Regions from separate parts of the Mus musculus genome. Here all the other regions are linked to region 1. Evidence: chromatin contacts called from public ChIA-PET, HiChIP or PLAC-seq, capture Hi-C and promoter capture Hi-C data. All regions are on one chromosome and are shown on one strand. The core of a region is the stretch at or near the end of the contact, and the rest is flanking DNA. Distances in the headings are between cores, read along the strand shown.

Evidence for each region. ChIA-PET counts read pairs in DNA pulled down with a chosen protein or histone mark. HiChIP or PLAC-seq counts read pairs in DNA pulled down with a chosen protein or histone mark. Capture Hi-C pulls out chosen DNA fragments and counts their contacts.
Region 2: an H3K4me3 HiChIP or PLAC-seq map of bone marrow-derived macrophages shows a contact between it and region 1, with 5 times the contacts expected there. The contact joins the promoter of Asgr2 here to the promoter of Psmb6 in region 1. A contact is called at or near these places in 1 of 115 datasets of contacts at active chromatin or transcription factors (bone marrow-derived macrophages) and 1 of 9 other capture datasets (adipose tissue).
Region 3: a promoter capture Hi-C map of liver shows a contact between it and region 1. The contact joins the promoter of Rabep1 here to the promoter of Psmb6 in region 1. A contact is called at or near these places in 17 of 39 promoter capture datasets (the 3T3-L1 cell line, 3T3-L1-derived adipocytes, cranial neural crest and 12 more), 2 of 115 datasets of contacts at active chromatin or transcription factors (embryonic stem cells and memory CD8 T cells) and 1 of 9 other capture datasets (liver).
Region 4: a capture Hi-C map of macrophages shows a contact between it and region 1, with 2.9 times the contacts expected there. The contact joins the promoter of Scimp here to the promoter of Psmb6 in region 1. A contact is called at or near these places in 6 of 39 promoter capture datasets (the HPC-7 cell line, embryonic stem cells, liver and 1 more), 4 of 484 Hi-C or Micro-C datasets (B cells, CD4 T cells and pro-B cells), 5 of 115 datasets of contacts at active chromatin or transcription factors (the 230-238 cell line, bone marrow-derived macrophages, effector CD8 T cells and 2 more) and 5 of 9 other capture datasets (adipose tissue, embryonic stem cells, liver and 2 more).
Region 5: a contact with region 1 is called in an RNA polymerase II ChIA-PET map of memory CD8 T cells, with 70 read pairs. The contact joins the enhancer-like site here to the promoter of Psmb6 in region 1. A contact is called at or near these places in 11 of 39 promoter capture datasets (the C10 cell line, cranial neural crest, embryonic stem cells and 7 more), 1 of 15 datasets of contacts at CTCF or cohesin (large pre-B cells), 2 of 484 Hi-C or Micro-C datasets (B cells and CD4 T cells), 8 of 115 datasets of contacts at active chromatin or transcription factors (the 230-238 cell line, bone marrow-derived macrophages, effector CD8 T cells and 3 more) and 4 of 9 other capture datasets (adipose tissue, embryonic stem cells, liver and 1 more).

The regions. Positions count from the first base shown.
Region 1 is chr11:70,521,929-70,527,650 of GRCm38.p6, reverse strand. It overlaps Psmb6 (proteasome (prosome, macropain) subunit, beta type 6), which reads right to left and starts at 2,294. Exons shown (of 6, transcript NM_008946.4): 1 at 2,156-2,294; 2 at 1,699-1,766; 3 at 1,226-1,357; 4 at 978-1,107; 5 at 328-472; 6 at 1-214. The coding sequence starts at 2,254. The coding sequence ends at 72.
Region 2 is chr11:70,089,951-70,095,672 of GRCm38.p6, reverse strand. Asgr2 (asialoglycoprotein receptor 2) reads right to left here and starts at 3,029. Exons shown (of 9, transcript NM_007493.3): 1 at 2,883-3,029; 2 at 2,480-2,617. The coding sequence starts at 2,603. It overlaps Gm32946 (a long non-coding RNA gene), which reads right to left. Exons shown (of 4, transcript XR_879978.1): 3 at 5,546-5,670; 4 at 4,408-4,967.
Region 3 is chr11:70,842,105-70,847,826 of GRCm38.p6, reverse strand. It overlaps Rabep1 (rabaptin, RAB GTPase binding effector protein 1), which reads right to left and starts at 3,066. Exons shown (of 18, transcript NM_019400.3): 1 at 2,819-3,066. The coding sequence starts at 2,852.
Region 4 is chr11:70,810,115-70,815,836 of GRCm38.p6, reverse strand. Scimp (SLP adaptor and CSK interacting membrane protein) reads left to right here and starts at 3,276. Exons shown (of 5, transcript NM_001045526.2): 1 at 3,276-3,361.
Region 5 is chr11:70,787,226-70,792,947 of GRCm38.p6, reverse strand. Scimp (SLP adaptor and CSK interacting membrane protein) reads left to right here. Exons shown (of 5, transcript NM_001045526.2): 5 at 1,310-2,016. The coding sequence ends at 1,512. Among named protein-coding and RNA genes, the nearest start is that of Scimp, 22 kb to the left of the region's middle. Within about 2 kb of position 3,462, at least 82 of the 459 cell types and tissues checked have an H3K27ac peak or open chromatin away from gene starts, as enhancers often do. A contact at or near this core is called in B cells, bone marrow-derived macrophages, effector CD8 T cells and 3 more, where this site is marked.

The DNA.
Region 1 (5,722 bases), core at 1,045-3,544:
CTTTAACAAACTGTTTATTAGCTTCTGCGTCGGTATGGACCATCCTTTACTACTCCCTAGAACACCAGGCCTCAGGGAGGTGGCAACGTGGCAATGGTGAACTTGGGGATTTGGTCTCCCAAAAGCACCTGCCGCTCTACCCCTGACTCCTGAATGGCTGCCAAGCGGATCACCCCTCCACTGGAGCCGTCGCGTTCCATGGCCAAAGCGAGAGCTGTAGATAAAACGAGGACAGTGGGTTTGGAGTTAGTAGCTGAACGTGAGGACCCTTGGCACAGCTTGGGAACGAGGGCTGAAGTTCACAGGCGTGGAAGCACAGAGTCTCACCATTGGCAGTGAACTGCAGACATTCGTCCTTGGTCATGCCTTCCCGATACGTAGCATCAACATAGCCATAGATGTACGAGCTCCCGGAGCCTCCGATGGCAAAGGACTGTCTTACCATCATACCCCCCATGGGAACAGAGTACACCTGCCAGATGGGAGGGGGGAGAAAAGCCACCAGTTGCACCCTTTCCCAACACATTCACCCATCCCTTTTGATTTTGGTCTCGGGAAAGTTAATGGTGAGGTAGAGACAGAAAGAGAAACTTAAAAAAAAAAAGGTGTTTGGAGTGGGGACTAGGGATGGCTTGGGTGGTAAAGGGCCTGCTAAGGCAAGTATGAAGACCTGATTTCAAATCCCCAGCACTTATGTAAAAGCTGGGCATGTGTATCTGTAACCCCAGCTCTGGGAGTAGGGTGCAGGGTGTATAATTGCTAGAGCTCATTGGATAGGCAGCCTAGCTAAAAGTGAGCTCTATCTTCAGTGAGACTGTCTCATGAGGAAGACAACCCTGGCACACCTCTGGCCTCCACACACATGTACCCATAAGGATACATGCATACAGGACGGACAGACAGACAGACAAACAAAATGGCCGAAGGGGTGGAGCATCAGAGGTGTGACTCCAGTACTCTGGTGAGGAGGGCCTGACCTGCCCTCCTTCTTGAGGGTCCCAGCCTGCAATGATGATTCCTGCCATCAGATCTTCTCTGTACCGGTAACACATCTCCTTAAAGAGACTGGCGGCTGTGTGGACTAGTGGAGGCTCGTTCAGTTCAATACTAGAAGGTGGGGTTGGAAGATCACAAACAAAGCAATATCAGGATCTGGAGTCAGGCCTTTTAGTGCCTTATGTTCCAGAGCCTTCAGGGTCGTTGTTCCTCCCCTGCCCACAAGTACCTGTGGAAACCAAGCTGGTAAGTGACAGCGTCTGCCACTGCTTGGGTATCAGCGGCTGAGCCTGAGCGGCAGCAGAAGATGTGATCGTGGATAGGGGTCAGCTTGTCAGTCACTCGATTGGCGATGTAGGACCTGCAGGATGGCGGAAACAGTGAGAAGGAGCCCACTTGCCTCCCTCCTCCACCACATCACCGTCTACTCCCTGCAGCTCCAGGGATACAAATACTGCTACCACCTACTAGTCCTCATGGAAAATGAAGCCGGATGAATGGAGAACAGACCTTTACTGGTAGTTCACCAAAGGGTGAGGGGGCCTGGAAACCACAGAATTAGGAACAAGTCCTTATTATCTCCAGGTAGTGGAGAAACTTCTCTTGCCACAGTGGTCTGAGGAGGGTAAGGATGGGCTGACAGGCAGGAATGGTATATGTTTGGAGTAGGGGAAACGGGAAGACTTTCTGTTTTGAGCTCACCCAGTGGTTGTCCTGGAGTCCGCTCCTAGAACCACGCCCCCATTAAACTGCACAGCCATGATCGTGGTCTGGGAAGAATAGTGTAAAAAAGGTAACTCTTTTAGCCTTACCGCATTCTCGAGTATATACCGACCTCAATAATTCTTCACCCGGATTTTATAATGCAAAATTCGTGCTCCGCGAACCTATTATCAAATCTTAAGGGGGCTCAACACGTCAGAGAATATAAAAACTACAATCTCCAAACCCCAGGATTCAGACTCTTATGCTTCAGCCTACTGTTCACCTCTCATCACGAAAGGTATCACCCCACGCCAGCATTCAAGGAATCCCTCTCCCTCTCGCAGAACACAGCGCTCCCCCCCCCCCAACCCACTCAGTCAAACCCACTCGGGCTTCATGTTTTTCCTCCCGTCAGGCCTAGTACATGTCTTCCGAACTCTGGCTCTTTCCTCACCCCTGTGGAGACTTCCCGGTTTTCCCAGTCTGGGGTGAGAGCCTCCGGCCCAAAGGCCGGTGCAGACCCCGCTCGACGAACAGCTAAGGCGGCCGCCATCTTCCTCTGCTACTCTGCCACAAAGCAACCGTCGTAAAGCGCTCCGTCACTCTCTTTAGTCCGCCTCTGTGGCCTTCTGGGAGCGAAGCTGCTTGACGGCAGAAGGGAAAAGACAGAGGTAGGAACTCGTCGTTAGAGTCAGTGGGCACTTTACGGCAGTGTGTCAAATTACCAAAAAAAAAAAAAAAAAGAGGCGGGTCTAGGAAGGGGGGAAAAGGGCGGAGCCTCTTCTCAAAGATTTGCCTCACCAGAGGCTTGTGGCTCCCGGAGGCAAAGGATACTTGGAAATGAAGCCTAATTTACATTATAAGGTTTTAGGTGTGTGTGTGTGTGTGTGGGGGGGGTCGTTTGTTTGTTTTGGTAACTTGATTGTATAGTCTGAAGTATGTGGGTTTTGTAAATAACAACGTTGTGTCGCAATGTTAACAGGTTGGATACACTATAACCTGATTGGTGTCCTAGTTCAAAGAACCCACAAGATAAGAGTACAAACTGGAATGGTCAGGTCGTGTTTTCAATAGTCCGGGGTACCTACTTCCCGGGTCCCACAAGAACTTTTGAAGAAGCTACAATTGTTTTTTGGGAGCATCTATACCCCTTGACAATCACCCCTGCCATATCTGAGGGTTTCCACCGTTACACATTCTCACCTATGTATTATATTTTTAATACATTTTAAATCGTGCCATTCGAGCTGAGACGAAAAGATGGACCATCTAGAAACTGCCATATCCGGGGATCCATCCCATAATCCGCTTCCAAACGCTGACACCATTGCATACACTAGCAAGATTTTGCTAAAAGGACCCAGATATGGCTGTCTCTTGTGAAACTATGCCGGGGCCTGGCAAACACAGAAGTGGATGCTCACAGTCAGCTATTGGATGGATCACAGGGCCCCCAATGGAGGAGCTAGGGAAGGTACTCAAGGAGCTGAAGGGATCTGCAATCCTATAGGTAGAACAACAATATGAACTAACCAATACCCCCCCTGGAGCTCGTGTCTCTAGCTGCATATGAATCAGAAGATAGCCTAGTCGGCCATCAGTGGAAAGAGAGGCCCATTGGTCGTGCAAACTTTATATGCCTCAGTACAGGGGAACGCCAGGGCCAAGAAGTGGGAGTGGGTGGGTAGGGGAGTGGGTGGGGGAGCGTGTGTGGGACTTTTGGGATAGCACTGGAAATGTAATTGAAATAAATACCCAATAAAAAAATATGGAAAAAAAAAGAGTCATTACAATGAAGAAATCATTTCTTGTCTAATGAATTATGTAGGTTGGTTCTTTATATAAATACTTGGGCCAACTCAATTCTTGTATACTAAAATTCTTGATTTTATAATTAAATATGGTTTGTAGAATAAAAAAAAATCGTGCCATTCTAGTGCATGTGGACGTGAGTGTATGATTTTGATTTGTTTTCCCCGAATAATTAGTTAAGCATATTTCCATGGCTAGTGAGTTCTTTGTGTATCTTCTTTGCAGCAATGTCCATTCAAGATCTTTGTCAATTTTAAAAAAGAATTGCTTGAGTTTTTAATTATTGTATTGTGTTATTTTTATATTTAGGTAGAAACATCAGATATATGGATTTTTTAAAAAGCTGGGCGTGGTGGTGCACGCCTTTAATCCCAGCACTTGGGAGGCAGAGGCAGGCAGATTTCAGAGTTCGAGGCCAGCCTGGTCTACAGAGTGAGTTCCAGGACAGCCAGGGCTACACAGAAAAACCCTGTCTCCAAAAAAAAAAAAAAAAAAAAAAAAAAAAAGATTTATGTATTTTATGTATATACACTGCATCTGTGTTCAGACACACCAGAAGAGGGCACCAGATCTCATTACAGATGATTTCTGGAAATTTAACTCAGGACCTCTGGAAGAGCAGTTGTTGGCATCAGGACATTCCAAACCTATGAGGCAACAGCTCGACCTGCGACCTGTGACCTGCAGACCCGTTGCCAAGACAACTGCCACCATATTCCCAGAATCCATTTGGCTCACCTCCCACTTTTACTTGTGTTAAGTCATTTTCCATACAAATAAGGAGACCGTCCTGTCCTCATTTTTTTTTCTCCTCTTTCCCTCTCTTCTCTCTCTGCCAATACTTTTGTCTCTCTCTTCCCATAAAACCGCTTCCACATGGAATTGCTCTGGCCTAGTGTGCCATGGAGACGAGACCCGCCATTCTAACACATCAGCAGTCAGTGTTCTTAACTGCTGAGCCATCTCTCTAGCCCCGGCTATATGATTTGCAGATATTTTTCTCCCATTGGATTAGAGTGAAAAGTTTTCAGCTTTGGGCAAGTAAAGAGCTCGGCCAGTGAAGGGGCTTGTCCCTTAGGTGGAAGAGAAAGCCAACACCTGCCAGTTGTCTTCTGACCTTCAGACAGTCACCCTCCCCTCCCCCCGATAAATAACCAAATGTTTAAAAAAAAAATCAAGTTTAAAATTTGGGTGAAGTCAAATTTATTCATCCCCCCCCCACCTGGTTGGTTGTGTTTCTACAGTAGCGCCCCCAAATCCTTGCATCGATACACTATTTTCCAAGATTTTTGGTTTTGTTTTGCTTTTGTTGCTGGGTTCAAACCCAGAACCTTGTACAGGAATGTTAGGCAAGCACTCTGTCGTTCACGATGTCCCAGGCTTCACTCTGTCGTTCACAATGTCCCAGGCTTCACTCTGTCGTTCACGGATGTCCCAGGCTTCACTCTGTTGTTCACGGATGTCCCAGGCTTCTTTTGACTTGTTTTTGTTTGTTTGTTTGTTTTTTTGTTTGCTTGTTTGTTTTTGTTTTTTGTTTGTTTGGTTTTTTTTTTTTTTTGAGGCAAGGTCTCCCAAAGTTTCAAAAGCTAGCCTCGTCCTTATCTGTAGCCTGAGCAGGAAGCACTGCTTGTGGAACTGTTGTATGAGCCTCCCAAGGAGCTGAGATTACAAATCCCTGAGATGACAAACAACCAGGCTTGGCTTTCCTGATTTTTTAAAAAAAGATTTTATTCATTATTTTATTTATTATTATATGTAAGTACACTGTAGCTGTCTTCAGACACACCAAAGGAGGGCATCAGATCTCATTATGGATGGCGATGAGCCATCATGTGGTTGCTGGGATTTGAACTCAGGACCTTCGGAAGAGCAGTCAGTGCTCTTTAACCGCTGAGCCATCTCTCCAGCCCCTTTTTTTTTTTTTAAAGATAGGATCTCATGAAGTCTCCAAGTTGCTACGTAGCCCGCCCAGGTTGGCTTTGAACTCCTGATCCTCCTCCCTCTACCTTCCTTTTGCTGGTAGGTTGCTATGCATACCCTGCTTTTTGTTTGTTTTGTTTTCCAGACAAGGACTCACTACATAACTCTGACTGGCCTGGGACTCACAGAGATCTGACTGCTTCTGCCTTCGAGTGCTGGGATTAAAGGCATGAGCCACCACATCAGGTGCCCACACTGCTTTTATATAGGTGATAAGGGATCCTAACCC
Region 2 (5,722 bases), core at 1,780-4,279, 430 kb after region 1:
CCTCCCTGGGGTCTCCTGTTTCATGTTGGTGCCCTGACAGACACAGCCCTCTGTTCTGGGCTTCCTAGACTCAAGAACCATGCTCCAGTACGTCCCTGGTATAAGTTTCCTAGTCAGATGCATTCTGTTTTAGCATCACGGGAAGGTACAGAATATATTCCAACTAGAAGCACTTTCTGACCCATCTCCCCAGCTGGAAATCCACAACTTAACTCCTGACTGCTTCTGCTAGTACTGTTCATACAGGAGACCCTCGTCATGATTCCCAGCTAACCTGTGGCCTATGAAGCCCCTACACTGTCAGCCCAGGAGAAAGCCACCAGCTGAGCCACCAGTTAGGCCTGGCATCATTCAGTCTCCTAGCGAGCCCATTTTCCTCATGTATAAGATGCAATGACAAAAAGTAGCTGCCTGACTCAGCTGTTCTGGGAATTATTGATTAAAACAGAAGTACTGTGTAGGCAGGTTTGAAATGCTCTACTCAAGACAAAACAGAAGCTGTCAGACTTATTTCTTATTTCAGAAAAAAAATAATTAGAACACACACACATGCATACACATATACATACATACACATACATGTATACATACATATGCATATATGTATACACACATACATATATACACATACATATATAAACACATGCATATACACATACATACATACACATTCATATATACATACATATACATGAATACACACATATATATACACGCATACATATACACATATACATGTACATATTAAACATCAATTTTTAAGACACTGAACATCAGGCTGTGAAGAGCATTAATCCCTGAAAGCCAGGAAAATGAATGAGTCCTCAAATTGCCCAGCTCACTATTCACTGCCTAGAGAAACTTTTCAGGCCCCTGAGCAGAGAGGAGAAATTGGGACAGGGTCTAATAGACTCCCCAAGTTGAGGAGACAGCCTGAAAGCCTGAAACCAAGACAGTTAGGGCATAAGGAGTCAGATCCTACACCACTTTCCTGCATCCCAGGAAACTAAATACTCACCAGAATACAAAAGCACCCAGCACCCAGCACCCAGCACCCAGCAACACAGAACTCACAGTGCTCAGTGTCCAATTGTTGGTCACAAGACACAATAGAGTAGGAAAACACAAGTCAAACTAGGGAGATGAATAGACTGAGAAAACAGACAGGGGGTTCAGTGATTCAATTCTTGCCTGTATGTGCAAGGCCCTGGGTTCCAATGGCAGTATCACAAATAAATAAGCAATAAATGAACCTATCAAAATGAGATCCCAGGATCTTTCGAACAGGACTCAGAAGTGACACTGATGCTAGCACAGGCAGGATGCTGACACAGATGCTGTGACTGGACCACACACAGGTAAAACATTAGCAATGTGACAGAGATGTAAGTCCCACGTTGCCTGGGCGTGGTAACGCGCAGCTGTGATCCCAACACTCCTGAGGCTAAAATAGGGAGGCTACTTGAGATTCCAAGGCTATAGGGTGAGTTCCAGGAAGCCTGAGCTACAAAGTGAGAAACCCTGTCTTAAAATAACAACAAAAGAAGTCCCAAGTTTCTTCTGAGATGAAACTACATCATCTGGAACACACTGGGTAGCCTGCCCAGGGCAGGATCTCTCTTACCCTAAAACCTTTTTGCAATTATGTGGGGCCTGTGTTCAAAATGTGCAAGAAGATTCAGGCAGGATACAAATGGAAATCACCCAGGATCTCTGTGCTCATTCACACACTCAGCTCATCGCCTTAACACAGTCTGTGGCTCTGCATTCATCCTAGATACAGACATGTACATACATGCACGCACATGCACACATGTACACGCATATATACACATGCACAGTGCAGTCTCGGGGGAGGCTCATCCTCTCAGATACCCCCTCACTTCTAAGCATACACACTTTTCTTGGGACCCTGCACTCAGAGGTATCAGCAGCTCACATGTAGGTCACTGTGTTGGCTAGTTTTATGTCAACTTGACACAAGCTAGTGTCATCAGAGAGGAGGAGGCCTCAAGTTAGGAAATGCCTCCATAGTATTTGGCTGTAACCAAGCCTGTAGGGCATTTTCTTATGAGGTGATTAGTGGGGAAAGGCCCAGCCCATTGTGGGTGGTGCTCTCTCTGGGCTAGTGGTCCTGGGTTCTATAATAAAACAGGCTGAGCCAGCTATGAGGAGCAAGCCAGTAAGCAGCACCCCTCCATAACCTCTGTATCAGCTCCTGCCCCCAGGATCCTGCCCTGTGTGAGTTCCTGTCCTGGATCCCTTTGATGATGAACTTCGATGATGACGAAGCATAAGGCAAATAAGCCCTTTCCTCTTCAAGTCACTTTGCTCATCGCAGCAGTAATAACCCTGAGTAGGACAGACTCGGGAGCACACTGGTCACTGAGTCAGGATGAGAGAGTCCTCACAGAAAAAGAGAGAGGAACTGGCAGCTGAGGCAAGGATCCCAGAGAGGCCCCAGAAACTGGACACTTGCCTTTCCAGTGTGGATTTTCTATCCTAGGATCCTGCACATGAGAGCCATGTTCATCATCGCCACTGAGCTGATGGTCATTCTCCTCAGAGTCCAGCTGCTGGATGTCTTGACAGTCCTTCTCCATGATGGCCCTAAGGGCTGGAGACAGATCTGAGACTGAGCTGAGATTTCCTTAGAGATGGAACTTGGGTTTGTGCTAAGACTGGAATCCCTGTGGAAGGACCGAGGGGACGTGGGTAGCTGACAGGGAAAGACTTGAAATACTGCAGGCTCCTTCCTTCCCAAGAGGTGACCTGGCTCTGCAGCCTTCCTTCCATATTCTCATGGACCAGACTATATGCTCTCATCCCTCCACCCAGAGTCCCTGAACCCAGTACCACCTGCCTCCCACTACCTCAGTTACCTGTTAAAGGTATAGAGAGCTGACTCTGGCTTTCGGAGACAGCCTGAGCCCAAAGAGAAAGAGGGGCTAAACCTGGGAGACGGGACAGGTGGTGCTAGTGGAGCTAGGTGAGAGGGAGGAGGGGCCAATCTAGGCAAGAGCTGGGTCCCTGTGCCTGAATGTCCATCTAACCAGTCACCTCCTGCCCCTGGGACTTTGGACAGTAAATAGAAACAGAAACGCAGTTGGAACTCAGGCAGTGAGCAGTGGGGGTGGGGGACATGTTTCTGTTCTCATAACCAGAGAAGGGAGACAGGAGGTCTCCTTGTATGTGCGGTATCCTTGTATGTACACACGTGCACATGTGCACACATGCGCGCGCACACACACACACACAAACACACATCATCTCTCCCTTCATTGCACAATGTCAGAAGGGGAGCAGGGGTGCAGGTGTGGAGGGGCCAGGATCCAGTCTGCTGTTTCCTCTCTATCCCTCCCTCCCTCCCCTGTTTCAGTTCCTGCCTCTTTTATTTTCCAGAACTGTTGATTTCTTCAAATATCTCTGACCAGGAGTAGAGTGACCTAGAGATCAGTTCCCTGTTCTTGCCCAATCTGAGCCTGTGACCCTGGCAACCAGCCACAGCCACAGCTTCCTATACGCTCAGCACCAGGCTCCCGCACTCCAGCGCACTCCAGCCCCACTCAGTCACACTCCTTCAGTCCTCCCCCAGACCCTCCTCATCCCCCAACCCACACACACACCGCTTTATGTTCTCTCCAAAGAAAGAAAGACTATCAAAACAAACAAGCCAAAGACCAATAAGACCAAAAAAAAAAAAAACCCATAAAAACAACAACAATAACAAACACCACAATGACGTTTCTTTTGAGTTGACAAATTACTCCTGGTCCTGGAGTATGGTGGGTATACCCCATGATGCTCCATTGTAGAAAACTGATTTTCTTTTGCCAATGGATTTGAACCACAAATAGTTTCTTGGTTAGGACTGGGACCCATAGTCCACTCCCTCCTTTTAATGGGGAGGGGTCTGATGAAGAGATCCCACTTAGGACCAAGGGAGCACTCCAAGCCTGTCACTCTCTGAACATTGCTCAGCTGTGGCTCTCTACCTCCACACTTCAGTGCAGAAGTTCTTCAAAATATGGAAGTCATAACCCCAGCACCACACTCAGTCCAGGGACACAAACACCCCTCTTCATGCCCTGCGAGTGCTACACAGGATCTACAAAGGCTGGGAAGATGACTCGGTGGGTAAAGGGCTCTTTCACAAGCATGAGGTCTTGCGTTTGTAACCCAGCTCCTGTATATGAACCAGGCACAGCAGCACACACCTATATTGCCAGCACACTGCAGAAGGGACAGAGAAGGGCAGATCCGTGGGACCAGTGTGGCCAAACAATAAACTGGGTTCAGAGAGACTCTGCCAAAAAAAAAAAAAAAAAAAGGAAGGAAGGAAGGAAGGAAGAAAGAAAGAAAGAAAGAAAGAAAGAAAGAAAGAAAGAAAGAAAGAAAAAGAAAGTAGAGAGTAATAGAGAAAAATACTAAAAATCAACCTCCTGCCTCCACACACACTGGCACTGATGCACATACTCTGCACAAATGTATGCCCATGAGTGCTCACGCGTGCACGCACACACACACACACACACACGCATGCACACACACACATTATCTATATAAATAAGGTTTTCTCATTTAACCCTCACAGCACATCACCCTATGAAGTCAATACATTTGCCTCTGGCAGAAAGGAGATTAGGTGACTTGGAACAGGTAGCTGATACTGTACTCTGGATCTGAAATGTTCCCCCCAAAAGCCATGTGTTAAAGGCTTGGTCCCCAGATTATAACACTATTAGAATATGAGGAAATTGTTAGGATGGAGCCTGCTGGAGGATGGAAGAGCCTGTTTCAGTTTGGGGAGGTGCGCCTTCCCGAGGAGACTGTGACATCCCAGTTCTCTTTCCTCTCTCAATTCAGTCAGGAGCCAAGCAGCCTTGCCGGATGCACGTCCTCTGTCATAATGAACTGCCCCACCATGGGTCCAAATCAATAGAGTGAATTTATCATGGATCGAACCTCTAAAACAAAGAACCAGAATAAGTCAGTTGATTAATCTCAGATACTGTGGTACTGGACCCAGCTCTGACTACCATTTAAAAGCCAGTACTCTGGGCACAAGAGTTGGAGGAAAAGAGTCATTTTTATTCAAAGGCTGGCATCCTGGGCAATGGGAAGTTATTGTCTATGAGAGCCATCTTAGGTAATACAGGTCCATGACATGGCTTTTATGGGTAGGAAAAATTATGGTGGGGACTGTAATAGGCAGAATACATTCTGAGTCACACGTCCAGATTCCAGAGCCATCCTAGTTACTATGAGGGATGCTTTTCTTTTTCTTCTGCCAGAATATCTTTACAATAACAATCATCTTTCATCTCCTAGGCCAGCTCCTCTAATGCTTTAGAAAGTTGGAGAGATGTCTCAGTGTTTCAGAGGACTGGTTTCTCTTCCAGAGGACCCAGGTTGTAGCTCCAACTACCAAGGCCTCTAACAAGCTCTTCTGGACTCCTGAAAGACTGCACATACATGATGCACAGACACACATGCAGGCACAACACCTACACATAAATCATTTTTTTAACTTTAAAATACATACCGTTTTCTGCAAATTAAATGAAATTTATTCTTCTTCTTTTAGTAAATGAACAAAATTCGGCTATGTGTTTTGTGACAGTTGGCGTACATCCTGCTGCTCCGTGGGGTCGTCAGATGACATGGATGCTGTAAGAGAAAAGTCACGGAAGACTAAGTTTTACAGCTCAAATCTTTTTAG
Region 3 (5,722 bases), core at 1,817-4,316, 320 kb before region 1:
TTACAGAAGGTTGTGAACCACCATGTGGTTGCTGGGAATTGAACTAATGTCCTCTGGAAGAAGAGCCATTGCTCTTAACCACTGAACCATCTCTCCAGCCCCACATTCAATTTCTTATGGTGGGATTATACAAAAACAAAAGAAAAGGCCAGTGGCATCACTCAGCATGTAAACATGAGTGCTATTAAGCCCAATGAGTTCAATTCCCAGCGCCCACATGATGAAGCGAGAGGACCAACTCCCAAAGGTTGTCCTCTGACAGCCACACACATGCTCAAGGCATGTACACAAGCACACACAAATAAATGTCATTTTTAAAATTTTAATTTTAATGAAGTAAAATCAGGACAAATGCTTCTAAAATGTAGTTTAGCTTAAACTGAAATCTGAGAGTTTTTATACTTGTCTTTGAATTCTCAATGGAAAATAACTTAATTGGCATCCATCAAAGTGCTCCATTAAAACTAAAACCTTCAAAAATTATGAAATAAGAAAAAAAGGTTACATCTTGTCTTGCCAATTATACACAAAGCTCCTTTTTTTTTTTTTTTTTTTTTGATTTTTCAAGACAGGGTTTCTCTGTAGAGCCCTGGCTGTCCTGGAACTCACTTTGTAGACCAGGCTGGCCTCGAACTCAGAAATCCACCTGCCTCTGCCTCCCAAGTGCTGGGATTAAAGGCATGCGCCACCACTGCCCAACAAATCTACTCTTAATATGCCTTAATATCCTCATGAAAAAAACAAAGAAAATATGTCAAAAAGAAAAAAGATTCGGCACTGCTTCTGAAATGACGGGAAAGCGGACGAAGCAGTTATGTTTTACTGTTGGTCTGGTGCAAAGGAATTTTCCAATAATTTTGTTTTTTAACTCAGCAGGTCTAAAAAATTCAAGTGCGCTTCTAATTAAAGTTGTCAATATGAACTCAACTAAAGAGAACAATTAATTCCGCAAGATGAACTTGTAAGCAGACATTGGCACAAAGAACTCAAACATACCAAATTCTCTCCCCTTTCATGAACTGATAGATACCTTTGTCCATTTACATTAACGTATACTTAAAAATTTTACTTAATCTCATTCCATAGTCTTAAATTTTGAAAAATAGGAAGTAAACCTGCACTGAGAATAGCAAGAACATGAGATTCCTCAAAGCTAATGTTTTCCTCGCTTCTGCGAAGTGCTTAGTCACTTCTGCCTATTTGCAGGGAAGACCATTTCATATATTGAAAGAGGCAGGAAATTAAGAGTCCAGACTCATGTCACCTGAGTTGTCCATGGAAAGCAAAGGAAGGCAGCAGCCAGTTAAGCATACCTACCAGAAGTCAGAGCTTTCTCTGTATTCTGCCTCTGTCTGCAGTAACAAGGAGGGTTTGTAAAGTTTTCCTCCCTGACACCAAATACAAAAGGTGAGAGTTAAAAGAAGGTCCAAAAAACATCCCTGTTTCCTGACAGCCCACCAGAAACACCTCCCTTCTCTTTATTGGAATAGAAACATCGAGCAAGTTAAAGTCTAGGCTGGACATTACCCCTTAGGCAACTAACAAAACCCAAAACTAGAGGCTAACAATCTTTAGAGAACACTTCCCAGAGAGCAGCAAGAGTCTCAAAATCTGATAACATTGTTTCCAGTTCCCCTACCGCAAGAACAAACAGAGGTTTTCACAAAAGATCATTTCAAGAGACTACTCTTGGAAAAGGCCAAGAACCTCCTGAGCCAACCACCACATCCCAACATTCTACTTACAGGTAAAGATGCTAAGCACAAAAGCCAATTAGAAAAGTACACCTGAAAGAACTTTCCCAACTAGATACAGTAAGATCTTGCCAAGGACGGAGCACATTCTTTCCAAACATAACTCCCGGTTGACGACAACAACACCTGAAACAATGTGGTCAAAACTCTGGGGCAGAGCTCAGTCGGTTTAAAGGTCATAAAGGGTTCTAATAACCATCATGGCTTATTTAGAACAAGGCCCTTTTTTTCTTCCAATATGAGCATTATTAAGACAGTCTGTCCTGCACGTCTAAGTCTTGGCTACTCAGGAAACTGAGGCAGGATAGCTCAGGAGTTTCAGGTCATCATGGTCCACAAAGTGAGACCCCATCGCTTGAACGGTAGAGACGGAATGGAGAAGACGATTGACTCCTCGATTTCGGCCCACTCGAGCACCTTTTCATCCCTAACACTCTCGAAATAATACTAAACTATCCTTTTACAGATGAACGTTGCCATCTTTATCGCCTGGCCCAAGACTTGCCCATCTTTCTCGATAAAGAGACATGAATCAAGCGCTCTTCGTTCGTCAGAAACTGAGGCCCTAAGAGACTAAGATATGAGCCCGGCCTTACCATGAAGCAACACAACCACTCAAAAGAATGCTACCCAATGCTTAGGATCACAGTTACTTTTACAAGTCCGGTGCAAAGAGCGCTGGAGCGTGGCCTGAGGAGGCGGGAGCGGAGGTGGGGCGAGAGGGCACACGGCCACTACCAAGGCGAGGGCTCGCGTTTTCTTTAAGGAATATAGCACATGCTCTCCATTTCCATCCTCCCCACCCGAGGAACCCACGTGCTGATCCCACCGCACCTTCCTCTCCGCCGGCTCCCTCCCTGCAGCCTCCCCACGCCCTTCCCCGCGGCCGCCCGCGCGCGCCTCCCTCTCCCTCCCCAGCCCGGCTGCCCCAGCACGCGTCGCCCGCGCGCCCCCGCCTCCAGTCCGTGGGTCACCCCCGGGCCCGCGCGCGTGCCCTTCCTGCCCCCAAGGGCCCCCACGACGCTGCGCCGGGCAGGCCGCGCCCGCCATGGTGGGCGCCTCACCGTCAGGCTGGGGAGCCGGGCCCGGCTGCGCCATGGCCAGTGGGCGGCCTCGGAGAACGGGGATGGGCGGGGAAGCGGCGTCCCGGGATGCCGCGGGCTCAGCTGGCGGAGGAGGCGTCGACCGAGCCGCGGCCACCGCCGCCCAGGGAGGAACCGCTAAGGCTGGAGCCGCCGGCGCCGCCACAGCCTCGGGCAGAGACGGACCGGAGCGCCGACCTCCGCCTCCTCATCCTGACAGCGGGAAATAAGCAGTGCGCAGGCGCGGGGGGATGGGACGGCACGTGACGCTGGCCTAAGGGAGGGGCGGGGCCTCAGGAGGGAGGGAGACCAGGGAGGAGGGGTCCGGGGCCTGGGAGCCAGAGGGAGGCTGATGAGAGAGCTATGGGTGTTGGAGACTGGCGGCTGCAAAGACGAAGACTGTGCAAGCTCTTGGCTCCCAGGACACAGACAAAAATATCAAGCTGAGTGAGGAGACCCTGGGTGCACGCGAACCCAGCCGCTACTTTGCCTAGTTGTGTGTCCTTGAGAAAGTCCCTTAACCTCATAACCTTGAAAAGTAGAGCGGCTAAGAAAAGTTTAAATGAGGATATAAAGTAGGAAGAATTGTTATGGCCAGAACTTGGTCTGGTCCCCAGATGTGCAAGCCAATGCACTTTTTCCATTAAGCGACTATGTTTGACTTTAACGTGATCAGCCCAGAGAAGCTGTTGGAGATACAGCCAGACGCAGTGCTTGCATTCTTGACAGGAGAAAGTGCCACCCTTCTGCCTGGGCAAGAGAGCCATACGGAGACTCCAGACTTTCCTTTCCAGCCTCATTCAGACCTTGCTGCCTTCCTAGGGCAAGGGGTCTACACAGTCTGGCACTTCAGGACCAAGTCCACCTGCCTTCCTATGAGCCCAGAATTCCCTCCCTGGGTAGCTGAAGCTGTAGTCTCTCATTTTTCTATAAGACAGGGTGTAAACGTTTCTCAACGTGCCAGAGGGCAGCTGCATTTGGAGGAGGTGGCACAGCACTTACACATTTGAGCTGCTCTGTGTGTTCACAGATCCTTCGTGGTGCAAGACAGGTGAGGAAAGAAGGAAGACAAGCAACAGACCAGGAGCCCAGCCAGGGCTTACGCTCCTCTCACCAGCTTATTCAAGTGCACATACCCCCAAAGGCCAGGGATCTATGCTAGTCTTTTTTTCTCCCTCCTGCAGTCCTGGGGATTTAACCTTAAGCATAGTAGGCAAGCACTCCACTACTCAGCTATAGCAATAGTTCTTGTTCTGTTTTTTTAATTTTGAAACACCCTCTCCCTAAATGGCCCAGGTTAGCCTTGAGTCTGCAATCCTGCTTCATCCTCCTGAGAAGCTGAGATTTCAGGGTTGGACCACTACTAGGTCCTACTTTTTCTTTTTCTTTCTTTCTTTCTTTCTTTCTTTCTTTCTTTTTCTTCTTCATTTATTCTGATTCTAAAAGTTCTAAGCTCAAGTCTGCTCCAGAGTCACTGCAGATGCCTACATTCAAACCATAATAGTCATTAATGGTTTGACTTTAGTCAAAGTAGAAGACTAGGCTCTAGTAAGGTTCACAGTTCTTTGGAATGGTTTATAATTTTAAATAGGTAGTCATCTGTTTGTACTTTTGCCTGAGGTCCCACTAAGATGAAGGGGGGTTATATTTAGACTTTTAAGCAATTAACATCTCCTGGTATGCCTTTGACAGAACAAATGAAGCCTGTTTCCACCCTCCCCCTGGTTTCTAACCTTCCTGAGTGAGCAAATCCTCGCTCAGCAGGGAGACCTTTGGCCCCAGTAGGGCCACTCAGTAATCATCTGTCCTGTTGCAATGACTGAATAGGAAGCAGGAGCCATAAAGATAGCAGATGGCGATGTCCTCCACAGATGGGACTCCTTCCACTGACTGTATACCGTACTTATTGCCATTGGTAATCAGGATTGCAACCCGGTCCTCAAGACCAAGGTCACTCAGAAATGATCACACATCTGGTAGGGACTCTCAGAGGCCCCTATGTCAAAAGTTGGAAAGGCCATTTTGAAATAAGCAAAGAGTACCAGAATTATATACATTTTCATATTCATTTAATTTTTTTTTTTAAGACAGGTTCTCATGTAGCCCAAGCTAACTTTGAATTCCTGATTCTCCTACCTCCCAAATGCTAGGATTACAAATCCAGAACTTTGTGCCTTCTAGGCAAGTGCTCTACCAACTGAGCTATACCCCAGTCCCATTTCATATTTTTTATGTAAACCCTAAGACCCAACAACCAGATGCCATTCCTAGATATGTACTAGAGAAAACTAACGTATGCTCAAAGCCTTCATTAGCTACAGAAGTTGTAATTCTCATTCTGAAGGAAATCAAGAAATAAAACATGAAATAATTACTTGTCAATTAGATTGTATGTGAAAGATAAGACATACACAAGAATATTTACAGCAGTATATTTCATTATACAGCAAATAAATGGCCCACATATTCATCAACAGAGATGATTTTGTTTTGTCTTGTTTGGTTTTAGTTTTGAGACAGCAAAACTGTAGCCCAGGCTGGCCCCAAACTCTCACCCTCCTGAGTATGGTGAGTACAGGTATACACGACTACATCTGACATTTAAATTTGTGTGATGTGTGATATATTTGTGTATATTTGTTCACACGTTTTCGGATACATGTGTGTACTTGTGAAGGTCAGAAGTCTACCTCAAGTACCTTTCTCAGTTTCTCTCCACCTAATTTGTAATAGGGTATCTCTTATTCTATGACAATATCATAGCTGTAAACAATGTATCTTGGTCATATACACCCCACCTCCCCCTTTCCACTCAACCCAGGCACTCCTTTAGGGCTCCCTCCCCACTTTATATCATTTCTCTTCTTTCTTTCTTTCCTTTTTAGT
Region 4 (5,722 bases), core at 2,027-4,526, 290 kb before region 1:
GACTAAGTATGGCTACCCTAAATTCCTGCCCTCTTTCTCTGGCCCTTTCTCTTCCTCCTGTGACCCAGAAGTCTCACATTTACCCTTTGCCCAGCAATTGGTTTCTGCCTTCTTTATCAAGAACCAATTAGGGAAACATCACCTCCCCCTACAGGCCATTACCACACCTCTAGGCTACATCCTCAGACCCCAGTGACTCTCGATGGTGGATTTTTCGTCTGATTCTTTTCTCTAATCCTTGTACTGTCCAGCAACAGACTGATGAAGTAAATCCTCACACTTCACATATTAAAAGTGTGGCTTTCGTATGTGCTAGAGGATTCTCAAGGCTTGCCTGGATTCACAAAGAGTTCAAAAACAGTCTGGACAAGTTTATTGACAAACCTGTCTCAAAATAAAAAGTAAACCGATATAGCTCAGTGGTAGAATATCTGCCTGGCAAGAGCAATGCCCTCACTCAGTTCAAACTCCAACACTAAAAAAATAAAAATAAAAGGTTTGGGAGCCGTCTGTACAACTCGAAATTCAGAGAGCCTGCCTTAAGTTTCCTCACACAGAGAATGAGGAGGGAGCTGCGGGGAGGGCTCAGCAGTTAGGAACGCCTGCTGCTCTTGCAAAGAACCCAGATTCGGTTCCGGCACCCACATCAGGTTGCTCAGAGCCAATTATAACGCCACTCTGGAGAAGCTAATCCCTCTGCTGACCTCTAGGGACATCTGCACATATGTGGCATAGTCACATAGATATACATACACTACAAAATGTTTAAAAATAAGTCCTAGCCAGGCATGGTGGCGCATGCCTTTAATCCCAGCACTTGGGAGGCAGAGGCAGGCAGATTTCTGAGTTCGAGGCCAGCCTGGTCTACAGAGTGAGTTCCAGGACAGCCAGGGCTATACAGAGAAACCCTGTCTCAGAAAATAAATAAATAAATCCTAAGCCGGACAGTGGTGGCACTTGCCTTTGATCACAGCACTTGGGAGGCAGAGGCAGACAGATTTCTGAGTTCAAGGCCAACCTAGTGTACAGAATGAGTTCCAGGACAGCCAGGGCTACACAGAGAAACCCTGTCTCAAAAAAACAAAAAACCAACAAACAAAAAAATCCTAATTTAATTTTTTTAAACTATGTCAAAGTGGTGTATTTGTTAATCAGCTTGGGCGGGGTCATCATTCCACAGAACAGATGCATCAAGTCATGTGCTACATTGTGTACCTTAAATTTATGCCATTTTTTATTTATCAAAAAGTGAAGGAGAGGAACAGAAGAAAGATCTCATAGCAGAATCCTGAGAGCAACTTTATGTTCATCTGGTGAAAACTGATTTCACAGGCAACAACAGACCACAGCAGAAGGGAAGGGTTTACTCAGAAAGTTGCTCGACAAATTGGGCTGGGAATTTTGATCTTCTGCCTCCTAGGGCTTGAACTTTCTTCAGATTGTTGAACATGGTATATTTATCAAGTTTGCAATGTCACAGCTGAATTTGGGACCCCCAGAGAAAGCAAAGCAACTGGATAAATTGAGCACAAGCCAAGGACCATAGCTCTGCTAGCCTAGGCTATGCTATTCCCATAGGAGCTCTGGCTAACTTTTCTTCTCCTTCTCCTTTTTTCCTTCTCCATTTCTCCTTCTTCTCCTTCTTCTTTTCCAAGACAGGGTTTCTCTGTGTAGCCTTGGCTATCCTGGGTTTTGTTTTGTTTTGTTTTGTTTTGTTTTGTTTTTTCGAGACAGGGTTTCTCTGTAGCCCTGGCTGTCCTGGAACACACTCTATAGACCAGGCTGGCCTCAAACTCAGAAATCCTCCTGCCTCTGCCTCCCAAGTGCTGGGATTAAAGGCATGTGCCACCACTGCCCGGCTCTGGCTAACTTCTCAGAAGGTAATTTTAAATTTGCTATTTGAAAGGTAGGGCTTCTGTTTGTTTTGAGACAGGCTTTCACAACATAGCCGTACTGACACTGAACTAGCAGCAATCCTCCTGCTTCTGCCTCCCCAGTGCTGGGATCACAGGTATGCACCACCATGCCTAGCTTAGGACAATTTTTGAGCAATTAAGTTTCAGCTAAGTGAGTAGGGAAGAGCACCAGCTTTGCCTTTGGTGTGGACAGATCTGAGTTGAAGGTCACCATGAAAAACTGGTTCCATGGCAGAACCTCCACACGCTTCAGTATTCTAAGAAACAAAGGAAATAATCGAATTAAGTGAAGGTCTATTGAGACCAGGAAAGTGAAACCCTGGTAGAGTCCTAGCCCCCAGCAGTACTCAACAGTGGCTCCTAACAATACAATGCAGTTGGCCCAGAAGGCTTGGGAGAGAGAGCAGCCTTGTGCACTTTCCTCCCAATTCCAAGTTCCTGGATGCCATGTTGATATTTTGAAATTGACCATGGTAGGAATATTTACACCGTAAACACCAGTGAATGCTACCTGTGGGTATCTTCTGGGCAGGTGGGGGAATCTTCCCCAGTCACTTTAGTTGTCATCATTGTTCCTGAGTGCCAGCGCACCCCTCCCTTGGAGAGGCATCTCACACACATCCATGCTGCCATGAAGTGACGACTCACCACAAGCAGCTACTTCTACAAGGCAGTTTCTTTGTTTCCTCACCCCAAACTTCCATTTTTAGAGGCTATGAGCATCACTGGGAACTCTGTCTCACAGTGTGGTAGGAAATGATTCAATTCAATTAACACTGTCCACTGGCCGGGTGTCACAGCATGCACTTGTAATCTGGTACTTGGGAGGCAGAAGTAGGAATATCACAAGTTCAAGAACAGCCTAGGCTACCCTCTAGGTATCACCACCATGCTCTCTTAGACACTCTCTTAGAGTCTCCTTGACTCCTCTAAACAGAAGTTGGGCCAACAGGTCCAGGGGTTCAAGAGCCACACTTGCGGGATGATGCATCTGTCTTCCATTTCCCACCATGCATCTCTGGGTAGACCTAGGGCCCCCCTCTCTCTTCTTGAGTCCCACATGACCATGCCCAGGAAAGTTTAAGGGAGACTTCCCCTGGGGCAACCCCCTCACTCACTCACTCACTCACTCTGGAGCCTGATTCCTCTCAGGACCCCCTTCCACACCACGACCAGCCTTCATGGGCCTCTGCTGGAGCCACGAAGGGCAGTGGGAAGGTAGCTTTTAAAAACAGAAAAACAAAAAACAAAAAACAAAACTGGAGTAGTTAGCTTCACTAGAATGGGGACCAGAAAGAGGAAGTGTGGTCAGGCTAGTGCCTGCAGCCTCCAAGGGTGAGTGAGGGTATGTGGGCGATCAAGCCTCTCCCCAGTTGTGCTTGAGTAACACCCTCAGTCCACAGCTGTCTCCCCAGCTGCTTCCAGTGAACACCCCGGCAGTCTAGGTAAGTGCTTCAACTTGCTTTTCCCACCATAGTCATCTGTCCATGTTGCTGTTAGACGTGTGGCCAAATAGGCAACCCCACAGGCACAGGCTGAGGGGACTGTCGCTCGAGGCTGTAGTACACAGCCGGGTACAACTGGAGAAAGAGTGGCCTGGAAGAGTTCACTTGGCGTGGCTGCTGAGTGACGCTGGCCATCTCCTTACTCCTCCAGTGTGTGTGCCAGGCAAGGCAAGTTTACCTGGAAGGATGAAGTCACAGTTGGGAGTGAGTTGTGTGAAGTGTGAGGAATTATCGCTATCTGCATAGTGTCTGTAATATCTGGTATTTGATTGGTAGAGGACCCGCACTGTACTGTGTATTGTAAACGCTGGCTACCTCTCAGTGCTCTTGGATGAAAGAATCAGAACAGCACGCCTCTCGGTGCCTTTGGCACTCAGCCTCTGGTGTCTGGGATTTATAAGGCACTTGCCAACCTTCAGAAGCCTCGGGACTCAGAGGTGTTCAGCTGGCGTGAGACCTCGATGGAGCCTTCTGCTTTTGACCTCTGGAAATCAATGTTCTCAATTCTTTTTTTTTTTTTTTCTTATAGAAAATATTTTCCTTTCTCTGTTTGGGAATTTTTCCTGCATGTGTGTCTGCGTATCATATACATGCCTGGCGTCCTTGGAGGAGAGATGAGGCCATCAGATCCTTGAAACTGAACTTACAGATGGTTGTGAGCCACAACACCGTGCTGGGAACGGAACTTGGGACTCCTCTGAAAGAGCAGTCATTGTTCTTAACCACTGAGCCATGTCACTAGCTCTTCAGAAATCATTTTTTCAATCCCTGTATTATGCCATAGACCATGTGGGAGGATCAGCATCTCCAGAAGTGTGTCAGGATGGAGTTCCTCCCGCCTTCTCCCCTCTCCCCCTCCCCCTTCTCCCTTCTCCCTTCCTTCTCCTCCCTTCTCCCTACATCTATCTCTTCCTCCCCTTTTCCTCCCTTTCTCCCCTGTTCCTGTTTCCTTTTTTCCTAGCAAATAGATGTATTTCCTAACTGTAGGTAAACAAATCTGCTAGATAAGCAATAAGCTGTGGGGACTGAGCATGTATGGATAGAACTGAGTCCTATGATATAATAAATCAGACTCAGGATTAATGTGCGGCCGTCCCGGCTTGCTAAGCTGTCATGCTGAGACACACATGCAGCAAGCAGCAGGACAGTGTGGGCAACTGCCAGTCCAGTTATTGGCCCAAACACTGTGTTAACACATGCAGGCATCAGAGCTAGCCATAACAGAGTTAAATATCAGTGGAGACAGGCATTCATTATGCATAAGTACCCTCGCCTTGTTAGTTCTACAGGATTCGCATTCTGACCTGACATCTTTTTTTTCCCCAGCCAGGGTTTCTCTATGTAGTAGCCCTGACTGTTCTGGAATTTGATGTGTAGACCAGGCTGGCCTTGAACTCACAGAGATCCACTTACCTCTGCCTCCCAAGTGCTGAGATTAAAGGCGTGTGCCACCACTGCCCACCCTGATACTGTTTTTAGTGGAATACTAACCACCATGTCATTATAGAGTGCGCTAGCAAGCCAGAATACAGAATAAGGATATGATTACAGCATGTTCCCATAATTCAATATAAATACAATATAATATAAAATATAATAAAATATAAGCAGAATATAAACTTCCTCACAGGGTTTTCTACTGAAACATCATTTTATAGCCACACCTTTAATCACGCACTGGAGAGGCAGAGTCAAGTCAATCTCTGTGAGTTCAAGGACAGCCTCATCTACATAGTGGCTTCCAGTACATCCAAGGGTATGTAGAGAGACCCTGCCTCAACCACCCCATCCCCGCCTCCACCAAAAATGTATAATTCTGTATATAAATCAATGTCAGTACATTCATTTACAAGAACTTTGATTAACCCATTTCCTTTAGTAAAATATTGCATGTGATTTTAAAGAGGCACGGGCTGGACTTGTAGCTTAGTGGTAAAGGACTTTGCCATGTATGTGCAAGGGCCTAGGTTTAATTCTCAACATAAACAAACAAACCTACAGAAGATCACAAAGGAAACATCATCCAAAACAAATTTGTAAATATGTAACGATATTGTACATAAGTATGTCTTCTTTAGCAACATATTTAATGGTCATAATGTATATTTAAACAGCAAAATGTAAGTATCAATTTACTGAAGTCATTGGCCCCATATATAGTGTTAACATGTGTGCATATCCTAGATATCCCACGATAAATGTATTAAGTAGCTATATCAGTCATAATACATAGTTACAAATCACCTGAAGTCCTTTGCTAGCTCTCCACATCCCTACTGAAGCCCGTTACAGACTTCATGT
Region 5 (5,722 bases), core at 2,213-4,712, 260 kb before region 1:
TACCCATGATCCAAGTTACCAAGTTAATTCGTTAACTAACTACTGGAATCCAAACATGAGCTCATTTTTACAGAAAATGAAATGGCAGGGGCTTTCCAATTTTCTTAGAGAAATATAAGATCACTGTGGAGGCAAATCTGATTCTCATTATAGGAATAGCTAAGCTACACATCACTGTATTAGTCCATTTTCTGTTACCATGACAAAATACTTGAGGCTGGGTAGTTTATTTTTTTTTAAAGAGTCTTACTTAGCTTGCAGTTTTGGTGGCTGAGTATCCAAACAGCATGGCACTGGAAAGCTACATCATGTGATAACTATGACATCATGGTAGAGCCCATGAGACAGCAGGAAATCACATCTTAGGGCTGGGTGGCAGATCAAAGGGAGGACCTAAACTGCTTCTAACCAGGCTCCATCTCTTAAAGGTCCCTCCACATTTTACCCATCTTTTAGTCTTGTGTTTGTATGTGTTTGAGTGTCTGCCTGCATTTGTAGCATGAGTACACACATGTCCCGAGTCCAGAAGAGAGAGCTAGATCCCCTGGAACTGGAGTTAGAGGTGATTACGAACTGCCTGACATGGTTGCTGGGAATTGAACTCAGGTCCTCTGCAGAGCAGTAGGAGCTCTTAACCATCGCCCCCTTTCCACACATAATGTGACCATGAACCTCAGGAGAATCGCTCTTAAGTCACAGACAAAAAGCAGCAACCACTCTAGTTCCTGCTATAGACCATTCTGCACTGAGTCTATCTTTGAACACTACACACACATTACACACACACACACACACACACACACACACACACACACACACACACAGAGAGAGAGAGAGAGAGAGAGAGAGAGAGAGAGAGAGAGAGAGAGAGGTTTCCTTCCTTCTTAGCAGGCAGATTTGCGTGTAAGCAATGCCAAACAGTCCTGGAAGCAGCCTACGGTTCGGTTCGGTACAGCAGAGGTAGGGATGCACCAACAAGCCCTTCAGATCCTTGTGATCAGGCATCTGTGGGCATAAGTGTGGTCACCTAGCAACTGGCTGTGGTCTGCTTCCTGAGTGTCTGCATCATGGTTCCCTTGAAGTGGGGTCTTAGAACAGAGATGTGAGAGTCAAGAGATCTGCCCAACATTTCTCATCCATGCACTTGGGTGATCCTGAGACATGTGTCATGTCTGTGACTGGTTTTCCTCTGTGAAATGGGGAACTGGCCACCCAGGAAGTGGGAAGATCTGTAATATGCTCAAAGCTCAGTCAAAAATACATCAGTACCGAGTAGCCTTGTGTATAGCGACCTTTTTCTGTGCTTTAGCCCCACAGGAAGCTCCAAGACAACCCTCAGCTTGGTACTCATCAGTGAAGAAAGTTAGGAACAAGAAGGTCTTTGCTATCTCGGGCTCCACCGAGCCAGAAAATGATTATGATGATGTTGAGATTCCAGCAACCACCGAAACCCAGCACTCTAAAACCACACCTTTTTGGCAAGCTGAAGTGGGTTTACACAGCTCGTTTTAGAATACTCTAGAATAGCCGGATTATAACACAAGCACTTCCTAATCCCCAGAGGAAGCCACCTCAGCCATGTGAAAGCTACAGCAGAAGACAGGACAGCTTGATGTTCCCGAGGCTCCAGATGTTTCTGTTGCTCCAGATGTTTCTGCTGCTCCAGATGTTTCTGTTGCTCCAAATATTTCTGCTGCTCCAGATGTTTCTGTTGCTCCAGATGTTTCTGTTGCTCCAGATGCTCCTGTTGCTCCAGATGCTCCTGATGTTTCTGACACTGCAGAAGCTCTACCCCAAGATTCTGAGGATGTGGCCTTGGCACCTTTGTGGAGGAAGTTTCCTTAGTGCAGACCACTGGGCCTGTGAGAACTGACTCATTTCTCAACATTTTCTTTCGTTCCCTGGGTGAATGTAGCTGTAAGGCAGTGACTCTCAACCTTCCTAATGCAGGGATCCTTCAATACAATTCCTTATTTGTGGTGATCCTCAACCATAAAATTATTTTGTTGCTACTTCATACTTGTAATTTTGCTACTGTTACGAATTGTAATGTAAATATCTGATATTCAGGGTATCTGATATTTGACCCCTAAGGGGGTTGAGACCCCTAAGCTGAGAGACTGCTAGGGATCATAGTCTTGGTGTTTGATTGTGTGGAGCCTCCCAGCTCTCAATCCCTATGTAGGCCACACCTTAAGGATGCCTGTCTCCCTTCTCTCAGGCCCCACCCACCCCTGAACCTCCTAGAAGCCATGACTTGTCTTTATAGCTGAGGGCTCTTGTGATGCGCAGACACTTTGAGTCTGTAAGGTGAGAAAGTGACGCTGCCCCACCCACTCACACCTCAACCCCCAGGATATTTATAGAATGTGGACCAAACCCATCAAAGAGTCAAGTTCTGACACAAGTTTATTTCCTGTGTTTTCAGACACCATTTCTAATGATCAACAGAGGACTCAAGTGGCCTTCTGACTTCTGCCCCCAGCTAGCTTTTCTTTGGCAGTGGGTATGTTGGCTGTGCCAGGAAGAGTAGATTGCCCCAGGAAGTGTCCAGCCAGCACCCTCCAGCAGGGTACTCAAGACGAGAGTTCAGAGCTTAATGCCCCTTCTGTAGCTTTCACTATCACATCTTTAGTGGTCATTCCTTACTTTTCCATCCTATCTTTCCTGGGGTGCTGTTGTTTCCTCTTTCCCTCTCAGCATTGCTGAGTGATGTTGCCAATACCACAGGGCTCAGCATCCCCTTTACCCTAGCAACTTCCCAACCACAGGCTCCAGTTCAACCCCTCTTTTCCAGTTCCAGGTTGCAGAGCCCGCAGGACACCTCCATCTGATTATCCCACGGGATCCTCAAATTCAACATATTCCATGGATAACTGATGACACATCCCCACCCCTGACTTCTCGTGCTAGATTACTTCCTCCCTTGCTAAGGGCAGAAGTTAGGTCCTTTCTTGCATCCTTTATTGCCAGTGTCCCCACCTCCTGTTGACTGTGCCTCAGTCAGATCAGCTCTGTCTCCATCACTCTGAGGTCAGTCAGCCCATGGCCAGCACTTCCCAAAGAGAACTTTAAGAACCTCTAACCAGTGTCCTGCCTCTGGTATTTCAGACTCCAAAACACTGATTGGCAGCTGGTGATTTTTGAAAGTGAGCAACCGAATACTTCTTCCCATTGCTAAAAGCTCATCTTTACCTATTAGCCTCAGACAGAGGCCAAACTCTTAAATATGGCTTACAAGATTTGTCAGGATTTTATTACTGGCTAACTTTTCACACACTACCTCCTCCTGGCAACCTCCATGTTCCCCAGTGTTTTTCCTCTACTTGTAAGTACCTTTGCTGTGGTCTCTCTTGTCCCTGCTATACGCAATATTCCTCCCCTCCTTTGCATCTTAGGCACTGTGCTTTCCTCACCGGCCCGATGTGGTGGTGGCCTTTGTAGGTGCTTCCCCTTCATAACTCTTATATCCGGAACGATCTGCTCATGTGACTTTCATTTCCAGTTGAACAAAGGCAACACCAGTGCAGAGACAGGCCTTCTCTTCTTCCTTGTTTTCCCTGTTCCTAGCATGCTGAGGATGGTCAGTAAGTATGCTCAATGATCGAATGAATGAATGGATGAATGAATGAATGAATTCCAGGCCCTAAACTTTCTGTTCTCCCTATACTGGGAGGCCCATGTGTTGATATGTGTTGTCCAGCTAGTGGTTCTATTTTGGGAGGGCCTAGAAACATTAAAAGGTGAGGTCTAACAGGAGGAAGTCGGTAGCCAGGGTGTGTCAAGGGCTGTGTCCTGCCCTGGGGGTTCTCTTGTCTGTTTCTCTCTTTCCTTCTGCTTCCTAGCTACCCTGTGCTGAAGAAACTTCTCCTATGCACTCAGACGGCCTCCGTGTTCTGCCTCACAACGGGCCCAGAAACACAAGCCAGGTAGCCATGAACTGAACTCACTGGAACCACAAGCTGAGATAGACCCTTTCTCAAGCTGTTCTCTCAAATGAGTCCGGGTTGCAGCCATGTGAATATGAGGCTCCTTAAGGGAGAGCTTCTATTTTCCCAGTGTCCATAATAAGCCCCCGCACACAGAAGGCACTTAATAAATATATTTTTGAATGCCAAACACACAGGGAAATATAACAACCAGTTTATTTGCCAGCAAAAAAGTAGAATAAAAGTTTTTGGACATTTATAAATTTGTTGTGAGTTGAGCTAGGCTCATGTACTAAGACTGTGCTTTCTACTGCCAATCTGTGTGACAACATTAACCATATCAAGACGTCATAGGACCTTAGTGTATATTCTAGTCACACAGCAGAGCCCAAGCCAAGTGACCAGCTACATAGTCACTGATTTAAAAGAGTCCAGAAATAAGAAGGTAGGGCCCATCCTGAGCTCACTCCCTGGATAACTATGGTAACCACAATAGTGCTGACATATCATTTTGAAACAGATCATGGATGGCTGCCTCAACAGTTTTGAAAACTCATGCCTCAAATCACAGAACCATAGTTTTCTCCTTTTTAAAAATTATATCTATTTTGTATGTATGGATGTTTTGCCTGCATGCATACCATATGTGTGCAGTGTCTTCAGAAGACAGCGTTAGGTCCCCTGGGACTGGAGCTACAGACAGCTGTGGACCTCCATGTGGCTGGTGGGGATTGAACTCGGAACCTCTGGAAGTCAGTGCTCATAACTGCTGAGTCATCTCTCCAGTACCTCCATGGTGCGCCCTTGGTAATAGTTGCAGTCTGGTCTTCTTTATGAAACAAACAAAATTAAGGGACTGGGGAGATGGCTCCATGGTTAAGAGTTCTTCCTATTCTTCTATAGCTCTTTGGCTTTGTAGGATATACTGGTCTTTCAGGCAGCTACTGGTGTCTGTACAATTCTGGAGTCTTGGGAAGGCCTCTCTCTCTACATGGCTGTGTTGGGCTGTACCTTAGACAGGACACTCTGATATCCATTCCCTGATGCAGCTCCTCTGCCTGGCCTTGAGGATATCTCTGGGGCATCATTGGAAACTGAGGTGGAAGGACTCTTGCCCACAGACACTACACTTCCCATTCATGGGGAATGACACTTTGCAGGCATCCGTGGTGTACCATTTGGTGGCCAGAGCTGTGCCTTGGACCACAGCTTAAACCTCTGCTTGGGTGGCTACAGAGCCCTGAATCATAATACAGGAAACAGAGCTCAGAAACCATTTAACCCCCCAGGGCTTAACCACTCTGGTCTGGGAAGGGTCCCAAGATCTTCAAGATTTCTTCTGTGTTGTATCCCCGTGTCCTAAGCAAGTAGCCGAGTGAACCTCCTATCAGCAGTCCCCTGGCTGGCTCTTCGATGTTTTCTGAACTTGCTTTTTCTTTCTTTACAATATGGATAGACTGAGAATGTTCCGGGCTTTTAAATTCTGCTTCTGTTTTTCTGTTTTTGTTTGTTTGTTTGTTTGTTTTACATTTTCTACAAGCAGTCAAGATAGAGTGCCAAACACACAGGACTTTCCTCTCCATCCGCCAACTGGCCTCATCAATGCTCAGAACCTCCGAAAATGCCAAGACACGAATGGGCTTTATAACGGGCTCGCCCTTCCTCTGCTTTCCAGGCTCCTTGTTTCCCATTTCCAGCTGAGAAGCCACCAGAATACCCTTTGATGTTCCTCTTTCCGCTGCTGTCCTGTCCATTGCCTCTCACGTGGTGTGTGAGATTTCTCCGTAACTCGT